2 separate regions of the Sus scrofa genome follow, and region 2 is linked to region 1. The links are chromatin contacts, called in public HiChIP or PLAC-seq maps. All regions are on one chromosome and are shown on one strand. Each heading gives the region's core, a stretch centred on a gene start, on an enhancer-like site or on the middle of the called end of the contact. The rest is flanking DNA. Distances are from core to core; before and after follow the strand shown.

Evidence for each region. HiChIP or PLAC-seq counts read pairs in DNA pulled down with a chosen protein or histone mark.
Region 2: a contact with region 1 is called in an H3K27ac HiChIP or PLAC-seq map of alveolar macrophages. The contact joins the promoter of SCAPER here to the promoter of ETFA in region 1. A contact is called at or near these places in 2 of 2 datasets of contacts at active chromatin or transcription factors (alveolar macrophages and skeletal muscle).

Annotation. Positions count from the first base shown.
Region 1 is chr7:56,537,098-56,541,808 of Sscrofa11.1, forward strand. It overlaps ETFA (electron transfer flavoprotein alpha subunit), which reads right to left and starts at 3,178. Exons shown (of 12, transcript NM_001244403.1): 1 at 3,017-3,178. The coding sequence starts at 3,055.
Region 2 is chr7:57,010,341-57,014,773 of Sscrofa11.1, forward strand. SCAPER (S phase cyclin A-associated protein in the endoplasmic reticulum) reads right to left here and starts at 1,972. Exons shown (of 32, transcript XM_021099014.1): 1 at 1,521-1,972.

The sequences.
Region 1 (4,711 bases), core at 1,928-4,427:
TTTCCTCTTGGTGTGTTTTCCAGCCCTTTACTATAGATGGGAAAGACCATCTTCATTAATAGATGTCACTGAGGAGCCCCCCTGCCCCAGAGATGAAGGACTTTGCTCCAGAGCACAAGTAGAGTCAAAATGGAAGTGGAATTTAAATACCAAATGCAAGACACTTAACTTACATTCTAACAGTTTGAGGTATCTTTTATCCCCACTAGTTGCAATAAAAAATAAAAGTTACTATTTTAACCATTTTTAAGTGTACAGTTTAGTACTGTTATCTAAATTCACACTGTTACCAGTTTAAACCTTTTAAATATTGTAATAGATTAATCTATTATTAAAAATATAGTCCTGGAGAAACATATCTTCCTAATTTTACTCATGGTTAGCTACAGAACAAATTTTTTTTTTTTAATTTCAAGAGTAGAGATTCAGATAAGCCATTCTGACTTTACAGTTTCATAAATATAAGTAAACAGGAGCCAGACTGAAGGGACTTGCACCTTAGAAATCTGGGACAACTTGAGCATCAAAATATTTAAAGAGCAGTCATGGATTATAACCTACTGAATGAAGTGAGCAAAAAAAAAGTACATAAATAAGCAAGAAGGAAATGTTCTTCCTTATAAATAACAGAAAGCTCATTAATGTAAAAGGAATGATGGAATTAGAAAAATCACTGTTTTACATCACAGTAATCATTTCCCAGGCAAGAATCATCAACAGATAAGACTACTGGGTGAAAGTCTGGTGAGAAAGAGAAGAGTTACGTAGTCTCAATGTACCTCCCCGCAAATTAGTTAAAAATTACAAAGGGAGGAGCAGAAATATGATAGTGGAGAAACCTGGCAAACAACACTTTGGCCAAGTAATTAATGTCACCAATAATGGGATAAACCACATTACCAGCCTCCTTTCACATGCACTGAGAACCTAATACCACTTCTGTGATACTCCTGCCAAAAATACAGAACCTGAAACTAATCAGAGGAAACACCAGACAAACCTAATTCAGGAAACAGTCAACAAAAGAGAAGGCATGTACCCTTCAAAAATGTCAATACCATTAAAGCCAAAGAAAGGCGAGAAGCTTTGCTAACAAAAACTTAAGAGAGGTGAGAACTAAATGCAAAGCATGATCCTGAAGTATCCTAGCGCAGAATAAGAAATATTGCTACAAATGACTAAGAAGACAATTGGCAATACTTGAATAATGTCTGTAGATTCAATAATATTCCATCATTGGTAAATATGCTGATTTTGCCAATTATACCGTGTTTATGAAAGGTGAACCTATTTGTTCATAGAAAACACACTGAACTATTTAGGAGTACAGGGCATGTCTGAAACATACTTTCAAATGGTTCAAAAAAACAATAATATGTGTATATGGAGAGAGCAAGCAAATTTGCCAAACTGTTTAACAGCTGGTGAAACTCAGCAAAGGGTTTTGAGAATTCTTTGTACTATTCTTGCAACTTTTCCGTAAGAATAAAACTGCAAAATTTTTAAAGTTAAAAATGTACATAAATTTATGCATCCCTTTTAGAAGTATTCTCATCATTTTCCTATACCCTTGAAATTCAAATCTCTCAAATGGTCTTAATGACTTTAGAGAAGCTACTCAGGACGTCAAATTCTGAAAATAAGTCAAGGTCAAAGTCTTTGGCAAATCACAGTAAAGATTTGGAAATACTGTCTATACATACTGCAAACTGTGTTTATAATTATAATTTAAGCTAGTCGTTCTATTTTGTTGTTCTTGGCTCTACAAAGTAACTTGATTCTAAATTCCTCCTCCATAACCATTTCACTTATGCCAGACTTCTAACCTGTCCACAAAACTACCTTTCAATTCTGTATAGATAAGAGTCTGGCTCTGAAACATGGAACTTTCCCAAATCCATGACTTTAATTTGTTTATGTCTGGATCCTCTGAGGAAAATTTCTGGGAGAAAGACTGATTGCTGACCTGAAGGATATGGGTTGGAACTGGAGGGGGTGAGGTAGAGCTTCAGACCTCTAGAAAGATTGCCAACTACGTCACTGAGAGAAAACTGCAGCAGTGGATAAGAAACTGAATGCACCAGAAGAACGGTAGAAAAAGTACAAAACGTCAGGAAAGTTTAGTAATCTTGTTTGTCACTTAACCAAATTGCAAATTAGAAAAGCTACAGTATCTACAATATAAATTGTTACTTAACTTGTAATTGGTCAACTCCAAATACTATTGTCCCACTAGCATTAGAACAAAAACATATTTTCTATCATCTTTCTCACCATAGAAAAATATGGTAAACTCACGATTTGTAATTAATGAAAGCATCAAAAACACCCCTACCAACAGTTCCCTAGCTATTTAACCAACAATCTGATCGTTTAAAAGCAGATCAGCTTGCAGTAAAAAGACACCTGCCTTTCGGAATTAGCTAAACCTTCAAACTGGATGATAGGTTACACATGCAATCACTTAAATTCAGCCCTGCCTCATTAGCCAGAGAGTAGAGCAAGTTTCCATAACCGCACCACCCCTCTTGATAGTGAGTGGATGCGAGCAGACACACTACGACCAAGGAAAATGTTTAATTCTTCCAGAAGTGTCAGGTTTCGAGATAAATTCAGGTTTTCAACTTTTTCCAAGACAGCATCCCAGCGGCGACATTTTCCTCCCGTGCGTAAAGATTCCCGGGGGCGCAGCTGCTCGCTCCCCGCCTGAGGTGGAGAACCTGGCAGCCTCGCAGTACAAGGAAGAAAACTGAAGGATGCGAAAAGGGCTTAGAAAAAAAGGCGGGGAGGGAGAAGGGCAGCAGGAGGGCAGCTTCAGTACTCTGACCTCTGACCTCGACCCCGAGCTGGCGTCGCGGAAAGAGGAACGGCCAAACCCCAAGAACTTTGAGCCTGAGTCCCAGGCCAGACTGGGCCTGCCGGATGTGAGGGCCGATGACCTTCACACAGACCTGCCCGGGGACAGCAGATTGAGGCTGGACAGACACGGGGCTCGGCCCTCCCCGCCTGGACTCACCGCCCGCCGGAGATGCACCGGAGCCACTGCTCGGAACATGGTCACTGCACCAGGCCGCTTCGCAGTACCCTCAGCCCCACAGTAGCCTGCAGCTGACCCAACCACACCGCCTCCGCGAGTCACCGAAACGCTCGCGAGACGCGGGAACGAGAGCGGACTCCCCCTCAAGGAGAGAGAGCTCGCGGTTCCTGCCTGCCTATTGGGCGGTCGGGCAGCCAATGGGGACGGCGGAAAGTTAGGGGCTGGCCTTGGGACTGGGGGCAAAACTGACGCTGTGCGCTAGGCTGCTGTGGCTGAAGCCGGACTCTACAAAGGCAGGGTTAAAGCCGGAGAGCTGCGGGTGAAGGAAGTCCAGGCTGTCTGCCGGCCCCAGTGTGCAGCGCGCACAGGCTAAACTTTCCCACTGAGCTGATAACGTCACTGTGCTGGGTTCTCAACCTCTGGATGAAGGCCACTCCTCTCACTCCAATTATTCTTCTGCCCTTTCATTTAATCACAAATATAAGTACTAACATCTGTAATATGCTAAACACATTTTCCAGGTTAGGGGAATATAATAATAGGATGCATAAAATGTTGATCTCACCAGACAATGGCAGAAACATACAAGTAAACATAGCATTGCTATTAGGAAAAGAGATTCTCCGAATCGGTGGTATTTAAGCTGGGTTCTGAAAGATGGACCCTCCTGAGCACAAACAGGGAAGGAACACGATGGGAAAGACCAAGGAGAAAGCGCAGGATTCTGTGTGCTGCCTGTTGACGGAGGCAGAGCAGCTGGAGATGGGCTGAAACAGCTGATTGGAAAGGTCTTGAATGGAGGTGTAACATGAGGCCCCACCAGAGCCCTCCTTCTCTCCCCATCTTACCTATCCCTGGGCAGCCCCACCCGCACCCTGGCTTCAAAGCCCTAGACTACCAAATCTCTCCTGACCTTTGGATCCTATCCACCTGCCTGCTGGGCATCTCCTCAGATGTTCCTCTACACCACAGACCCATACACCCACAACTGACTGGGCATTCTCTTCTGGATTTCATTCCCCCTCTAGCATTCTCTTTCTCAGGGAATGCTTTCCACCTCCACCCAGCTGCTCAAGCCAGAAATCTGGGAATCATATTTGACCTGTTTCTTCCTTTATTCCCTATCCTATGAGTTATTAAATTTTAGCAATTCCATTCCCCAAACAATTCCGCAATCCATCCAAGGCTATCTCCTACCCTGCTCTGTGTTGGGATTGTTGCGGTTGCCTCCTTACTGCTCTCCCAGCTTCCAGTCTTCACCCTTCAATCCATCTTGCACTGCAACCAAAGGGCTCTTTCAAAAGGGTAAACGGGTAATGAATACACTTCGATGGCTCCCCATTGCTCTCAGGATAAAATGAAAGTGCCCCCCCCCAGGCGGGACACATATGGAGGTTCCCGGGCAAGGGGTCGAATTGGAACTGTAGCCACCCAGCCTATGCCAGAGCCATAGCAAGGCTTGATCTGAGCCATGTCTGCGACCTACAGCTCACGGCCACACCTAACCCATTGAGTGAGGCCAGGGATCAAACATGCATCCTCATGGATGCTAGTCAGGTTTGCTCACTGCTGAGCCATGATGGGAACTCCATATTTCAAGCCCCTTTACATGACATGTTAGCCTGGTGTGAGCTGATCCTTTCCCTCTTTTACCCCCTTTTGACCTCCCATGGC
Region 2 (4,433 bases), core at 722-3,221, 470 kb after region 1:
ACAACTCAAGGAAATAGGGAGAAAGAAGGAAAGTAACAAGCATTTGTTGAGGGCTTACTATAAGCTAGGAGCAGTTCTAAATGCTTTACAGATATCACATTTACTTGCTATCAACAATTTTGTTAGGTGGATAATAATATCCGTATTTTACAGAAGAGGAAATCCAGGCTCAAAAAAATGAATCTGTCAAAGGACAACTGGGATTCAAATACAGATCAGTCTGCCTTCAAAGCCTGATCACTTCCTTCCACAAAGACAACTTTCCAAACCATATAAGTTGATTAATTAAAATATTAATTATTTAGTGGATGTACTCCGATCATTTCAATATATGGCATAAAACAATCTGCACCAACACATTTTGAGGAAAAGTCATAGTTAACAGGAAAAAATACGGGGCCAGAGTTTCAATATAAACCAGAGTGGGTCTGAAAACTTAATCCTGGAGCAAGCCTTCACCAGCAAGTGATCTGGGGTAAGTAACGGCCGCAGTTTCCCCATTGGTAAAATGGGCATAACGCTTATCCCATCTTTCCACCTCGCATTGTTTATGAGGATGAAATTGTTAAAGCTGGTGAAATCAGTATGTAAACTAGCAACCTATAATACTTACAAGGAATTACTATCTACTCAGTAAGATGACTATACTGAATAGCGATTTTCATAGAAAATAACTTGACACAAACAGAATGAGGAATACAGTTCACCAGCAACAGGAAGCTGCTCTCACGCAGGCGGGCCCCACTTTGACAGCAGCAGGTGCTGCTTGGAGGACCAGTTTTCTGCCCGCTTTCAAATAATCCCGTCCCTCACTGGCAGAACCCTGAGAGGGGGAGGCGCGAATGAAGTGCAGGGAAGGAAGCACTAAGAGAGGCAGAAGACCGGGTTCTACTACTCCCAGGTGCGAGGCCATGGTTAAACTCTTTACCCCTCCAAGCCTTACAAACGCCTTTACGCATTTGTAAAATGGAAGAGATCTTTCCCGCTCAGCTCCCCGGGCAGAGCTAATTCCAGAGTCCATGTGCAGGGAAAGAGGTAAACCCCATTGAGAATGAGATGATGACGATCACCTGTCAAATGAACGGCTGGGGAGGCGGCTCCCCCGCAAGCCCCTAGCAGGATGGACAGTCCAGAAGCCTAGACCGGTGCCGCCAGGGACGCCCCCCCTGACGGAATAAAGCCATCCCCCGCCCACCACTCGGCCCGTGAGGTGCACAGGATCCCCTGTCGCTCACACCCCCGCTGAGTTCGAAGGGCAGGCTCCCTGCCCACTCGTCACCCCACCCCCCGCCTCCAGGCCTCCTTAGAAGACCCCATGGCCCTCTCAAGCGGCCTCTGCTCCCCTCCCCCAGCAGCGTTCCCTACCCTCTCCGCCCGCAGTCCCAGGTGAGGGGAGGGGGTGAAAGGGCGTACCCCGCCGCCATTTTGTCCCCTTGGCCCCCACAACGCGTTCTTCCTGCCCGCGCCCCAACCCAGGCCCGTCCGGCTCTGCGCGACGCACGCCCCTCGCGGACACTCACCCCTGACCGCCCTGCGCAGCTCGGGTCGACTCCGAGCGTCCCGCCGGGAAAGGGGCGGGGCGGGGCGGGGCCGCTGCGGAGAGGCGGAGCGATTGTCCGCCACCCCATGTGACTCCCAGCTGCGTCCGCGCGGCTCCTGGCTCCTAGCGCAGGCATTCCGCGCGCAAGCGCAGCCGGGTTCGCGCCCGGGGACCGCGAAGGCGGGAGGCCCAGCGTGGGTTTGCTTCGTGGTGCTGGGTGCGGCTAATTCTCGCGAGTTCTTCCCTTCCCTGGGCAGCGCTTGCACATTGTTTTTGACAGCTCAGTTCTCTCGGATTCATTCCCTTTCGTTTGCCTTTATCACCGCGGTGTGTCCCATAGATAAAGGACCTAGAAGTCCGCCTCAAAAATCTGTAACTCTGAAAGAGCTTCAGAAAAGCGTGCAGCGCTAAACCAAACACAGCTTACCCTCTAACGCAATGACTTTCCGCCTCTCTTCTGTGCCAGGCTTGAAAGGCACAAAGTACAATGACCTAACACTTGTGTTTTCTCTACTTCAAAGACAAAATAAACATACGAATTAAATAATGTAACAATATTAAATCACAGCTCTGAACAACGCAGACCATAATTATCAAATGAATATTCCATCACTCTTCATCCTGCTGGGAAACTCAAGCTCTTTACCTTTCCCTATCCCTTGTTACCCACAATAAGGAGGAAGTCATGGAATCCAACAGAGTCTACCTCACAATTAAACTATAAGCATTGTAAAGGCAGGAACCATACTGTTGGCTGTTCTGGCTGCTCACCCCACTTGGCTTTTTAGAAAACTTGCTCTTTCATTCATTTATTTATCAAGAGTTTTTGGAGCATCTCCTCTACACCAGATACTTTCTAGGTTCTTAGAGTTAATAAAATATATTAAAACATGTGCCTTCCTGGAACAGGGTAGAAACAGAAAATAGTGATAAGTTCCATGATAATGAGATGATAAGCACTACAGTAAACAAATGCATAGGATAAGGAGGAAACATACTGCTGTAAGGAACATGTGATTTCATAAAAGATAGACAGGGCCTTATTCCTCTTATCAATTGTCCCCTTTCTCTTATAAGCACATAAACAACCTCACCCGTCTTGAACTCTCCCACCAAACCCACCAAACCCTACTTCAACCTCTACTTTCCCCTCTTTACAGATCTTCCCTTCACAAATACATGTCTCTAATTATCTATTCAAGAATGTCTCCAATACTTCAACTACTGCTCACGTCTAAAAACTCAGGTTATTGCCCTTCTGGTTTCAGCCTCATCACCTTATAGAAACCATTCCTTCCAAAGTCACTAGGGATCTCCTTACTTCAGATCCTATGAACATTATCATCATGACCTAACTTAATTTCTCTCTGAATCAGTTGACACTCCTTCCTTCTGGAAACATTCTTTCCTTGACTTCCGTTTTTACTTCCTTGATTTCTCTTCATCTCTAAACACTCCCTCTCCATCTCTTTTGAAGTTTCCTCTTATTTCTCCCATCCCTTAAATAGTAGTATCCCTCAGGGATAGGTGAAAGCCTTCTTTTTTCCCCAGGGACAGACTCATTGAGGATTGTTTCTTTTTACATAAATTTAGTTAGTATCTTTGTCCTCCAGATTTCCCAGTATATATCTCCAGCCCTGATTTCTGCTGTGAGTTCCAGATACACATTGCTAAATACCTGGTCATCTCCACTTGAACCTCTCAAAATCAAGAAGATAAAAATAAAAACCAGTCATCATTTTTCTCACATACATATAAAAGAGTTTATTAGGCTATTTTACTTACCATACAGTTATTCAAAGTGTTCAATTCCATAGTTTTTAGTACATTCACAGAGCTGTGCCACCATCACTATAATCAATTTTAGGATATTTTCATCACCCCGAAAAGGAACCCTATACTCATTAACAGTCACTTGCCTATCTCCCCTCAACCATGAGCAACCACTAATCTACTTTCTCTAGATATAGATTTGTCTACTCTAGACATTTTACGCAAAAGGAATTGAAACAGGAGATGGATAGGTCCACTGAACAACTGAAACCTGTCCCCCATGGACAGATACTTCAAGATAAAAATTATGGCAGTAGCAAGGAGGAGCTGAGTCCTCTTTGGATAAAAGATAAAGAGACCATGTATTTCTCATTCTTGAGGTCAAGGAATCCTTCCGAACTACACATGCACAGAAAGATTCCTCAGGGGTCAGAGAAGGGTGGGGCACCAAACCACAGGACATCCTGTCAACTTCCCAGAAACCTTTGTGCTAGAATCCACCTTGGCTAGAAAATGTGTATGCATACAAGGGAGGGCCCTGAGTCAGGCCTGATATGGACTCAAGGCCAGAAGAAGCAAGATGATTGTCCAGAGGACGGACCAACTGCCCCCATACAAGTGATTTAAACCACTCCAAAGCACATGACAACTTCTCTGTGTCTGTCTGTCTCTCTCTCCTCTCAACTCCCGAGCCCGCCTGTGCTTCCTCCACACATATCTTCTCTCTCTCTCTTTTTTTTTAATTCTTTCTTTTTTTTGTCTTTTTGCCTTTACTAGGGCCACTCCCGCAGCATATGGAGGTTCCCAGGCTAGGGGTCTAATTGGAGCTGTAGCCGCCGGCCTACACCATAGCCACAGCAATGTCAGTTCCGAGCCGCTTCTGCAACCTATACCACAGCTTACAGCAACGTCAGATCCTTAACCCACTGAGCAAGGCCAGGGATTGAACCCGAAACCTCATGGTTCCTAGTCCGATTCGTTAACCACTGTGCCACGATGGGAACTACTCTCTTCTTTCTTAATAAACACTCTACTTGTCTTACTACTCTCTGTATCTTTGCCGAAATTTTTTCTCCAAAGAGACGAGGACTGGTCTAGTGCTCTTTCTCCATCAAGCCTG